2 separate regions of the Capsicum annuum genome follow, and region 1 is linked to region 2. The links are chromatin contacts, called in public Hi-C maps. All regions are on one chromosome and are shown on one strand. The core of a region is the stretch at or near the end of the contact, and the rest is flanking DNA. Distances in the headings are between cores, read along the strand shown.

What was found. Hi-C and Micro-C count contacts between places; a contact is called where the count stands out from the background.
Region 1: a contact with region 2 is called in a Hi-C map of leaf, with 2.0 times the contacts expected there. The contact joins the enhancer-like site here to the promoter of LOC107861073 in region 2. A contact is called at or near these places in 2 of 5 Hi-C or Micro-C datasets (leaf and placenta).

Annotation. Positions count from the first base shown.
Region 1 is chr2:105,325,789-105,332,702 of UCD10Xv1.1, forward strand. LOC107858892 (choline-phosphate cytidylyltransferase 1) reads right to left here. Exons shown (of 8, transcript XM_016703697.2): 7 at 5,984-6,082; 8 at 5,407-5,805. The coding sequence ends at 5,653. Among protein-coding and RNA genes, the nearest start is that of LOC107858892, 13 kb to the right of the region's middle. Within about 2 kb of position 5,508, at least 2 of the 5 cell types and tissues checked have an H3K27ac peak or open chromatin away from gene starts, as enhancers often do. A contact at or near this core is called in leaf, where this site is marked.
Region 2 is chr2:105,288,066-105,294,611 of UCD10Xv1.1, forward strand. It overlaps LOC107861073 (RING-H2 finger protein ATL73), which reads left to right and starts at 4,094. Exons shown (of 1, transcript XM_016706463.2): 1 at 4,094-5,343. The coding sequence starts at 4,373. The coding sequence ends at 4,903. LOC107858891 (polygalacturonase QRT3) reads left to right here. Exons shown (of 3, transcript XM_016703696.2): 3 at 1,992-3,101. The coding sequence ends at 3,068.

The DNA of each region.
Region 1 (6,914 bases), core at 4,258-6,757, 39 kb after region 2:
TGAAGGTGCTAAACAATTAGTTCACACCCAATACTACGACAAAACTACGTGCAATTAGAAATTACAACAACAAATTCAATATACTTTCACACATGGAATCTGAAGAGGATATATAGTGTATACGTAAATTTTATCCTTATGATATGATATCATGGAGGTTGTTTTCAATAAATTCTTAACTCAAATTGAGATGAAAAAGGAACAATAACAAGCTAACAGCGATAAGATAAAAGTAGAAATGGATAAAGGCCAAATATACCTCTGCTTTTAAAAATGCTATGCAAATACCCTTCGTTATGCTTTTAAGTTGCCAATGCCCTTACCGTCATTCTTTTGGATTATGCTAGTTTAGTCGCACGTGTAATTTTTTATTATTTAAAATTAGACGATTTTATCTATCACGAGGGTTTTTAATGAAGTGCAAAATGATCAAAACATATATTTTATTGTAAGCACAGGTATATTTTAGGGAAAAGGACAAAAATAGCACCTAAAACTAAAATAATACCATAAAAATAGCACCACAATTAAATATCCAGTACATAGCCACCGTCATAACCATTTCCATTCTGGTGATACTGCCCATATACTCCTCTGTGACTCGGTTGAGCTTCTAAACCTTCCTCAAACCAAGAACTACGCAACAAATTTGACGCATTTCCACCACTGTAACTACTATAATTTCTATTATCAACTAAAGTACTTTGATAATCCTTTCGAGACCCAAAATCACTACTTTGTGAGGATAAACTCCCATACCCAGATGAAAAGTTCCCATTTTGCGCATGTGGGTTCTGCTTAAACCCTTCAACATCCTTTGGAAAGTAACTTCTAACACCACTAGTTGATTCTTGAAATCCAGTTTTACGTTCTTGAAAATCAACCCCACCAGTATTCTGTTAATTATATCCTCATTCTTGACCTTGCCAGTTTGTTTTACTCAAAGAACCCAAATTTTTTGAGCTATAATCAAAATCCCATCTGGGTTGCGCCGAAAATTATAGATATTTCTCCATCTTAACTCAGATTAGGTGTATGAATGTGCTATATGTATTGTATCAATTTTGTATAGCTACTGTATGCTTAAACAGATTTCCTCTATAAAAGGTGTATTTGTGTGGTATATATACTTTACCGATGTGGTATAAAAGTGTATCAATCTAGTATAAGAGAGTATCAATTGGGTATATGGACACTGAATATGCATGCATAGATATCCCTTCTCTCTTATTATAAAAGTGTATCAATATAGTATAAAAGAGTATCAATTGGGTATAGGGACTGCATGTGCTTGCATAAAATTATCTTTCTCTTTTTTAAAAAGTGTATCAATGTAGTATAAGAGTGTATCAATATGGTATAAAAGTGTATCAATTGAGTATAGAGACTGCATGTGTCCAATTGGACAAATGGCTAAAAAAGGGAATTAAATTGGGTCGACTGGCTACAGTTGTCCACATTTTAAAATTATGGGCCATTTTTTATTAAATGACCAGCCCATGTCCTTTTCCTTATATTTTACCACCAGAAGTTTCAAGTGATTAATAAATTTAATATATTATAGATGTAGATGTAGATTTATAAACTTTTTAAATCTTCTTAAAATCAAATTTAGTTGATTTAGAATTCCTAAGCTAATGAAAAAAATATTAGTTATCATTAATTTTTATGACTTCTAATAAGAAAAAGCTTTAGCATAAATATATTTAATTAATTTTTAATTCTTAAATATTAAAAAAATAGTGAAAAGACGATTTTATCGAAAGCAAAGACTTTTAATGGAGGACAAAAAGTTCAAACGACATTTCTAAGGCCATTCACACTTTTAATATGTTATAGATATAGATATAGATATAGATTATAGATTATAGATTATAAATTATAGATATAGATTATAGATTATAGATTTACTCCCAAACTTTCAAAAGTGATACGCAAATATCCTTCTTAATTATACTTTTAGCTAGTCAATGTCCTTACCGTCAAATTTTTAGGCCATAATAAGTTACCTAGAGAAACACGTAGCATAATACTGTGCATATATCTGAATTTCTTATATTATTTTACCTAAAATTTAAAAATCCACCATATCATATTATTTTACTTGCATTAGATCCAAAAAAAAAAAATTAGTCTGTGGTTCTTTCTACCAAAAAACGCTTACCTTTTGTTCTTCATTTCACTCACCCTCAACAAAAGGTGAAGGTTTTTCATGGAAAGAATCGCAGGTTATATTTTTATCCGGATCTAATAAAGGTAAAATAATATGATGTGGGTCAAGACTAAGAGAGTCAGTGATAGGTTGGTGTCTATTAAGTTGGTCGTGAGAGGGTCTACGGTGAATGTTATTAGAGCTTAAGCTCTGCAAGTAGGTTTGGACGAGGAGGAGAAGACGGGTTTTGGGGAGGTTTTGACCGTCCCGAGCACTGAGAAGCTTTTCGTGGGAGGAGACTTCAATGGGCATATTGGGTCTTCATCGAGAGGTTATGATGGTGTGCATGGCGGTTTCGCTTTTGGGGAGAGGAATGAAGGATGAGCTTCTCTTTTGAATTTTTCTAGGGCTTTTGGGTTATGGATAGTGAATTTGAGCTTTCCGATGAAGGATGATCACCTTATTACGTTTCGTAGTTCAGTGGCCAAAACTCAGATAGACTTTTTGCTCCTTAGAAAGGGTGATAGAGCGCTGTAAAAATTGTAAAGCGTAAAGACTATAAAGTCATACCTAGCAAAAAATTTTCAACTCAGCATAGGTTGTTGGTGATGAACTTGGTAATCAATAAGGGCAAAAAGAAGAGGAGTATGGAGGTTCGGCCCAGGATTAAGTAGAGTAGCTTGACTTTGGCTAGTGCTTTGGAGATGGAGGGAGAAGTTGAGGAGCAGAGGGACTTGGGAGAGTAGAGGAGATGCGGATATTATGTGGGAGACAACTTTCAATTGCATTAGGGAGACCGCTAGAGAGATGTTGGGTGTCTCAAGAGATCGATCTGGCAAGTATCGAGGGGACTGGTGGTGGAACGAAGAGGTTAAGAGAAAGGTGAAGTCTAAGAAGATGGCGTATGCTAAGTTGGTTGAGAGAAAGGATAATGAGGAGAGGCAAACGAATAAGGAGGAATATAAGGTAGCTAGGAGAGAGGCTAAGCTTGCGATTACAGTAGTTCAGACGATAATTTTTGAGAGCTTGTAAGCGGTTTTAGATGAGAAAGGCGGGGATAAGAAGTTGTATAGGCTTGCCAAGGCCAGAGAGTGGAGGGCTTGTGACCTTAACCAAGTGAAGTACATCAAGGGCGAAGATGGTACTGTGTTGGTTGAGGATGCCCTCATTAGGAAGAGGTGGCAGTCCTATTTTCGTAAACTTTTGAATAACGAGAGGGACAAAGGTCTCTTATTGGGTGACGGGAAAATCTGAGGAGTGTCGCGACTATGGTTATTGTAGGCAAATCGAGGTGGAGGAGGTCAAGGGGGCTATTTGCAGGATGCATCGGGGTAGGGCGACAGGACCAGATGAGATTTCAGTGGATTTTTGGAAGAGTACTGGCGCGGGGAAGGTTTAGAGTGGTTGATAGGGTTGTTTAACATCATTTATAAGGCGGCAAAGATGCCTGAAGCTTGGCAGTAGAGTACGATGATTCTATTGTACAAGAACAAGGGAAACATTCACAGTTGCAACAACTATAGATGCATTAAATTGTTGAGTCATACTATGAAGGTTTGGGAAAGGGTGGCAGAGTTGAGGCTGAAAAAGAGCGTGACTATCTTTAAGAATCAGTTCGGTTTCATGTCAGGTCGTTCAACTACTGAGGCCATTCACCCTGTGAAGAGATTAGTAGAGAAGTTTCGGGAGAGGAAGAAAGACTTGCACATGGTGTTTATTGATCTTGAGAAGGCTTGTGACAAAGTTCCCAGGGAGATTTTGTGGAGGTGTTTAGAGGCTAGAGGGGTACCCGTGGCGTACACTAGGTTGATTCAGGACATGTATGATGGCGCGAAGACTCGGGTGAGGATGGTAAGTGGAGATTCGGAGCACTTTTTGGTTTTGATAGAGTTGCATAAGGGATCGAATCTTAGCCCTTTTTTATTTGCCTTGATGATGAATGTTTTGACGCGACATATTCAAGGGGAGGTGTCTTGGTGTATGTTATTTATTGATAATGTAGTGCTGATTGACGAGACTCGAGGAGGAGTAAATGATATGTTAGAGACTGGAGATAGACTCTTAAGTCTATAGGATTTCGGTTAAGCAGGGCCAAGACGAATTACTTGGAGTGTAAGTTTAGTGATGTGTCGCCGGAGACTGGTGTGGTTATGAAGCTGGACTCTCAGGCTATTCAGAAGAAGGAGAGTTTCAAGTATCTGGGGTCTATGATTCAGGGCAATTGTGAGATTGAAGAGGATGCCACACATTGTATTGGGGCTGGGTGGTTGAAATGGAGGCTCGCTTCGGGAGTTTTATGTGATAAGAAGGTACCCCCGAAGCTTAAAGGGAAGTTCTACAGAGTGGTAGTTCGACCGGCTATATTGTATGGAGCGGAGTGTTGGCCAGTTAAGAACTCCCACATCCAAAAGTTGATGGTGGCAGAGATGAGGATGTTGTGATAGATGCGTGGTCATACCAGAAAAGATAAGGTAAGGAATGAGATTATTCGGGAGAAGGTGGGAGTGGCCTCGGTGGAGGACAAGATGTGAGAAGTAAGGTTACGTTGGTTTGGGCATGTGATGAGGAGGGGCTCGGATGCGCCAGTGCGGAGGTGTAAAACACTGGCTATGGATGGTTTTAGGCGGGGTAGAGGTAGGCCAAAGAAATACTGGAGGGAGATGATTAGGCATGATATGGAGTAGTTACAGCTTATGGAGGATATGACCCTTAATAGGAAGGTGTGGAGAACGCGAATTAGGGTAGAGGGTTAGGGGGTGAGAGTACGTCGGTAACAATAGGGGAGTGCTCTTTATTTGTGTCTGAAATTTCTTGTTCGTGGTGCCGAGTGATGTCTATGATTTCAGATAAATAGTTTTTAGATTATCTTGTGATTGTAGTATAATTTGACAAATTGTACTAATTTATATGCATTTATGATTTGTGTTTGTTATAATACTATCGGTCCTAAGCCGGAGGGGTCTATCGGAAACAACCTCTGTACTTCACCTGAGGTAGTTGTATGATCTGTGTACACTTTACCCTCCCCAGACCCCACTATGTGGGAATATACTAGGCATGTTGTTGACAGGCAGACCAGAAAAATCATAACTACATTTACAAGGTAGCCAGAGAAGCCAAGAACTACCAAACTGAATAGCTTATTAGCTGCAGCTAGGTAGTTTCCTTTTTTATTTTGATAAGAAACTCCAGAAGAAGAGGTGAGGATTCCTAGCTATGCAATTGTCAAAAGAAGAAAAGGAGAAAATAAAGTAGTATTTTCAAAAACATATGATTATTCATCTCGTATTAGACAAATCACTCTGCTTGACAGTGTTATGGTACAAGACTATGCTTGATCACGGTTTACAACACAACTAAACGGCCACTACATTCTACCAAAGAAAACACGCATATTGCACGCGCATCCAACCGTTATACATCTTCATCCAAATTTGATCCATAAACTACATTTTACACGGTGAGAGTTTCACCACATAACATGAAAAAAGTGAGGAACACTATTCTTCATCTTCACCATCGTAGTATTCTTCATCATCGTCACTGCTGCCGTAATAGTAATCATATTCATCATCATCCTCGTGGTCATATAGAAGCCCTTTTATACTCTTGGTCCTCATCTGCTCTTGAATTCGGTCTCTTATGACGGTCCCCTGTTGAAAGCCCAATATGTATGATCAGATGTGCAAATTAAAACCACTCTCACTGTGTGCGTGCGAGGTGCTAAATTTTTTGTGCCTAGAAACTGTGGAGGATTAAACACACCACCAGATAGAGACAAGAAGAGGATGGGGGTTAGGAGGGACGGGGAAGGTGGGAGAGAGATCGAACCATTTTGTGGCAGCCCTCTTCAAACATCTCAAGGAAACCAGCAACCAATCTATCAGCATTCTCCACCCAAATATTTCGATGCTTTGCTACTGTTTGAATCTGCAACAAGTATCTTATGTTCATTTCATCAACATAGCAAAAAGCTCTCATAACTACATACTGCTCAATTTTATATTGTCAACCGAGCCGCATCATACAGGGGAAGCAAACTGCAAAAGCTCGTGAACACTTCATTACAGGTTGAGTAAATTACTATATACTAACTAAAAAGCTCCAGGCCTCTCAACAAATGAAACCATACCAATGTGGAAACCAACAAAGTCAAAACTTGAATTTACACAAGAGTGTTGCACTGGAGAAAAAGAATCATTCAAACACTGTTGCACGAAATTCCGTCAGCTTAAAATATAAAGGATCTAAGAATACGAGAACCTACAAGAAAATGACAGTTGCACAGAGATGATAAAAGACTAGAACACCTAACACTGATGTATAATGTTGATATTCCATTATAAGATGTGCCACCAAGCCGTTTACACTTCATAATATTCACTAGAACAACATCATACCCGGTATAGTCCAACAAGTGGGGTATGCAGAAGGCAATTCCGTTGTATTCTCCAATTTAACGTTACCTTATATACCATCCTATTGTTTCCCGTGCTACCCTTACATTGCTCCAAGTGCCATTTGCACAATGTTTTCTATGTGTTCTAAATGTTTACTCTGCGAGGGATAAAATGGAACATATTTATCCATTGCAAAATTACCAGTACTCGGATGCAGCTATTACTGAGTATGAAAGGGCTCAGATGGATAATGCCTCGGAAAACTGCTAAGTTGTTTCCATGCAGGAATGATCCAGGCAATTTGGTAAGGCAGAAGAGATGGTGGAAAATTATTCCTACATGCATCTGGTGGACAATATGAA
Region 2 (6,546 bases), core at 2,844-5,343:
ATAATAAATTTTGGAAGGACAAGTACATTATTTGAGCAATCACACACACATTATAGGTATTTTGTAAACTCATGTGATGTGCTATCCATTTTGGAAGTACCAAGTACATTATTATTGCTAGTTTTCTGTCGTAGAGGAGCAAATACCATTCTTTCATTTTCTGATTTTGAAATGAGAAATATAACAGACTAACTACATAGTGGTGGCAAGCGATTACAATTTAGATTTGATTGGGCAGCGTTCTTCAAACTGAAAATTACTCATGGGGTTGTTGTCGGTGAACGATGCAATTAAGTTGTCTATAGACATGTGTCCTGCTTTATTGGAAAATGTATCTCATGTCTTGCTTTTATCTATTGCTATGACAAGTGCCTAGCTATGTGGCAACCTAGGGAGTTAAGAAAAACGAAAAGATAAATGAAAAAACAGCTTATAATAATTGTTCAATCTCAAAAATCAGCTTATAATAACTGCTCAAGTTCATATACAAATATCATTTTTAACTCATTCTATCGATGTGAGATTTAGCATCTGATCCCAATCTCACATTCAGGATTGAACATGTGATGTATAGACAAATTTTTTAATATATATAGGGGGCTTAATAACGATAATCATAAATTGAGATGGGTCTAACTCTCATAATATTTGAAAAAATGTATTTTGAGACTAACTCAATCACAAAAATTAATTTATAATGTGAGATTTGTCCAAATTCATTTAAGGAGTATCATTTCGTCCCATCCAAAATAAATACTAATTTTGTAGAATGTGACATACCTTTTAAGAAAGTTAGTCAATGAAATTAATCAAAAAGATAATTTGTTAATATTAACAAATTTGAAAGGACAAGATCATATAAATTAAAGAAGATCACTACGGTTGTTACATTAATTCAACTACTCCTTTTGATCTTTTCCCATTACTTTTGATCCTTTTAGTTAATATATATATGGTTAGAAAAAGTTCCAGTCGAATATTTTTCAGATAACGCGATACTTATTAATGAAGTATTCGTATAAGATAAAATATGCTAAAAAGAGAAGCAGAAAGAGGCATGCATGTCAAAAGAAGCTTTAATTTCTAAAGTTAAGATACTAATAACAAAAGGAGTAAGGACTCCCTTAAAGTTTTGAGAAATAGTATTTGTTGTATGTAAAGATAATCTTTCTTTTATTAAAAGAGGCAAAGGGAATAGGGATAAATAATAAAGGAGATTTTTCTCTTTTGTTAGATCAATGCGTCTTTTCCTTTTTCTACTCTTTTTTTCTCCTTTTGATCTGTTTTTTTCCTTTTCTTTTTCCTGTCTAATTATTCTGTATTTAGAATTCATAATTAACCACTTTTCAGCTCCTATAGACGAGGTAAGATTTCAGGAACAATGACTATTTTTTTTTGAAGATGTAATGTGTAAGTTTTGAACTATCACTGACTATTTATCAAAATATGACTGAATTATTAATTGTTCACTTTTCCGACTTGACTCATAACCTGGTAGTTCAAGTATGATGCTCTAAACAAACTGGGATACTTTTGATGCGTTTTGCACTCTAACCCCTTTTGAAAACACAAGGCTAAAGGTTCAACTAACCATTTGTTGTTTATTTTCTTTCTTGCAAATGTTGTTCCGGTAAAGGACTACATCAATTGCCAAACCCATTGGGTTAGTACTCCTGACCGATACTATGCTCAAGCCCAATATGATTGTCCATATCTATTAGGATCCATTGTTTTCCTAACCTGTTTTCTGTTGCATTCATATGATCGAAGTAGTTATTTTACCCCTTTCTTGGCGCATATATCTATCTACTATGCCTACTTTTTTTGTGCTTCTTCATACAAAAAAAGGGTCACGTTGTGATGATTTTTTTTTTTCCTATGTTTAAGGTTCCATCTATACGATGGAGGAGTTAGGCCTGACACCGACCTGTATATTCACCCAAAAATATATGTCACATTGTGATGATTGGTGAATTGCCTTAATATTTCAGGTAAAAGGGGGAACACTGAGAGCATCAGACACATTTCCAGGCGATAGGCACCTAATTGAACTATGGTCACAAGATTCCCCCAAGCTTCATAAGGACTACATTTCCCACCATAGTGACATTTTTGATCGACGGGATCAAAATGTCGCGATTCGCTATGAGGGCATTACGTTTCGTGACATCCTCTTTGACTCAGGCTATCGAGGAGGAGGTCTATATGTCGTTGACTCGGCTAGAATTCGCGTAACCAGTTGCTTTTTCGTTCACTTTAGTACGGAAGGTGTCCTCGTTCAAAGAGGCCACGAGACATTTATATCGAACACGTTCATGGGACAACATCCAACCGTTGGTGGTGATAGAGGTGAGAGGGATTTCTCAGGCATAGCCATTGATCTTGCTAGCAATGACAATGCCATTACTGATGTTACAATTTTCTCATCAGCAATTGGGATTGTACTTAGGGGTGAGGCAAATATTGTCACAGGGGTGCATTGTTACAACAAGGCAACATATTTTGGTGGGGTTGGGATTTTAGTTAAAGCATCCCAAAACAGGATAGATAACTGTTACCTTGACTATAACTCTATAGTCATTGAAGACCCTTTCTTAGTTCACATCTCAAATGGGTATTTTCTTGGAGAGGGTAACGTTGTTTTGAAAGCGATTTACGGTCGAATTTTCGGACTAAACGTTGTTAACAACATGTTTAGTGGAAACCCTTCAAAAATGACTCCAATTTTGACTTTGGATGGACAGTTCAATGACATTGATCAAGTTGTTATTGACCAAAATAATGTGAATGGCATGAGCGTGAAGTCTACTGCTGGAAAATTGAGTGTTGCTGGAAATGGAACGAAGTGGGTGGCTGATTTTTCATCAATTCTTGTATTTCCTAATAAGATAAATCATGTACAATATTCATTTTATTGTAGAGGAGGGGTGGTTGGATTTCCAGCACATGCTGTAACAAATGTATCAAGTAATGTTGTGGTTATTGAGAGTGAAAAAACAGTTGATGGAGTGGTGTCAGTTTTTGTCGACCAACATAATATTGTGGGTGAAAAGAATTTTCTCATGTGAAAAACAAGCAATGGGAAATATTGTTTATTGTCGTTTAAATATTTCTTACCTCTATTTTTTTAAAACTCATTTGGAAGTCAAAAAGCCCCACATTAGTGGTAAGATGACCCCATATATTATCAAGGTTCTAACTTGAGACGACCAAAAATGAAAATACTTGTTGTCTTAATTATGGTTTCTTTACTTAGTGATGTATCTCTTTTAGTAGAATATTAAATTGTAAATAGAATTAAGATTTGTCATGTACGAAATAAAATAAGGCTAACTGAAATAATGTTCATAATGTTTAGGAAGTTTAAAGACATCCAAACACTAGTAGTTGATATAATGGGAAATTGGGAATTGCTCTTTCCGTTTTGTTAAAATTAAAAGCAAAAGGAGTTACTGATCACACATCTTTTCCCACTCTTCTTTTTTATTCACGTTCACTCCCCACCCAAAGGTTTTAAAAACAAAAACAGTTTATATAGAAATCAAGTTAATTTTCTTCTAAGGATTGAATATTCTTAAGAATATTTAAAAGACTAAGCCAGTAATTGAGTCACATAATGTGGTTTGAGCTTAATTTGATCCCACATTCCAAAAGTTTCATATTAAAGCATTTATTAGTTTTGACCCTTCAGGTTTCCTAAATGTCATATTTCTAACTAGGTCAGCATTTGTGAATGTTGACGCTGCCGTTATTTGATTATTTGTTTTGAAAAAACATCCTTAATATGCTTTGTCCATTAGTATCGTTTTCGATATTTCTTTTTCTTACTTTTTTTTGGTTTTATATTATTTCTTGCCATGGCCAATCATTATCAAAATGATCATTTACTTGCACCAATGAAATTTGTACCACCAAAACGTACTATCTTCATCATTAAATTAACCAAGAATATCTAGAATTTTAATATTTTATATTGTTGATATACTTGGCTATCCTTTACCAACCAATATCATCAAATCAAAAATATTATCATCTCTTGGATGAGAACAAATCATGTTCTTAATTCTTTTCTTATAGAGTACCTTCTTTCTGGGAAGGAAGGGAGGGGGGTGGGGTCCCAAACACTTTTTCTTTCATTTTGATGATAGCATAAACTAAAAAGGCTAGAAACTATAATGGATAACCAACTAGCCATATCCTCCTAATATACATCCATTAATATCATTGAATTAAGTCTCACATTTCACTCCCTCATATATATCTTCTTCATGTCTCCTAAGTGACAACCCTAGTTGAAGCTCTACCATCGATCAATCAGGAAGGAGAGGCTGTTAATTCTAATTCCAGAATCATTTTCTTAATTAATTTCTCTATGGATAAACCCCTCATGATGACTCCAACACAAAGCCCCATCATGAGCCTAGATGCCAAAACCCCTTTTCTTGATCATCAACCCCAGAACATTAATGAAAGTGCACTAAACATCAACATGGCAGTGATCATTGCAGCCCTAATATGTGCTTTGCTTTGTGCTCTTGGCCTAAACTCCATGTTACAATGTGTGTTTCAATGCACTCAAAGGACTATCTCTGAGCCAGTTGAATGGGTAGCTTCAAAGAGAGTGAACACTGGGCTTAAGAAGAAAGATATGATTGCTTTGCCAACATCTACTTATAATAATAATGCAAATTCTTCTTCATCTGGTTCATGCACATCATCATCATCATGTGCTATTTGCTTGTTGGATTTCATGGATGGAGAGAGAATTAGGGTTCTCCCTCAATGTAGCCACTCATTCCATGTTGCTTGTGTTGATAAATGGCTACTCTCACATTCTTCTTGCCCTACTTGTAGGCTTCATCTCAAGTCTAGCAATTGTTTAGAAATTTTAACAGCTCTTTAAGAATGTCTTATGATGACTACGAGAGTTTTTCTTTAGAAATAACATTTTCATCTAAGAGATGGGGGTGTTGATGTTTGGTTTTACTTATATGATTGTGTGCTAGACATTATGTCATTGTAACAAAACGTTGTTACAATTAGTTCTTGGTAAACTCTAGCTACCATATATAGTAGGAGAGAGCACTTCAAAGGTGCTCATCATGCTACGTAGACGAGGCAAAGAGTTGATGATGTTGATTTTCGATTCAAATGGTAGTTTCAATTTCGAGGCCTATTTGATCTTAAAGTTTGAATAAAAGGAAAGGGTCACTTGAGGAGGATCAAACATTACTCTTTTAGAATACAACATATATATAGTATAATCTATCATTATTCGCATAATTCTTTAGCCAAAATTGTAACTTTCATTACAATCGTTAAGAGTAATTATTATAGACGAAACAAGTAGTAACAAAGTACCACTAATACTGAAAGAAAGACAACCACATAATTATCTTTTTTTTAAAAAAAATCACAGTGCTCTCTCTTTTTCAACTTGTGGACAATCTCCAATTAAAGTGTTTCAAATAAATGAACTTTGAAGTATTATTTTGTTACTAATAAATGAACTTTGAAGTATATATTATTTGTTACTTTATTAGATCAATCAATTGTCTTATGTGCCTATTTCATTAATTAATCCAAAAAACCCTAGGTGTACCAAGAAAATACAAAATAATTATTAAAAAGACGTCTTTCCACCATCAACATAGCTTTTGAAAGTGTTTCTTGCATTTTAGTCAAGCAACCTCATATATACAAAGAAGTAACAATCATAAACAAAAGGTAGTGTTGATTGGAATTATCCTCCTAGATATTCTTTCTTATCGTATCTATCACAAAAGATTTTGGGAACTGATATTCCAATCAGTTCATTTCACGCCCTTTGTTCGTCCCATTTTAATTGTCGTTTTAGTTTCACGACCCATTAGAAAATTAACAAATCCGAGGTATATTTTGCTAAGTTTTTCTTATATAATAAATTAAAAATTACACAACTTATGTTTCCAATATTACAAAAAATCCAACTCCCTAAACATATTACAAAAGTCCCAACATATACACAGAATGTTATATATATGTTAGTTATGTTATGTATATTAATAGGGAGAGAGAGTAAAATCTATATATCTATATATCTATATAATATATAATATAATATATTAAAAGTGTGAAGGGCCTTAGAAATGTTGTTTGAACTTTTTACCCTTCATTAAAAGAATTCGCTTTAGACAAAATCGTCTTTTCACCATTCCCTAATTATTTTGGTAATATAAAATATTGACTATATTATAAAAAAAAAATAGTTTTCCTCATAAAAATAGAATTATTTTTTCATCAGCTAAAAAAAACTGACCATTCCTAACAAAAAAAGGACAACCCAAAAATCCTAAATAAAATATCCAAAAACCAACCAAAATAAAAAAGAAAGAAAAAACTTCTCCCAACGTGGAACCAAAAAGAAATTTAAAAAGAAAAATTTCACTTTCTCCTATCAAAAGTTCATAACTACCAAATATCTAATTTTGGCAAAAGGAAGGAATTGTTGCTTTTTAAGAAATTATAATGAACTAATATAAATATTTTCCTTAATTGAAATAGCAC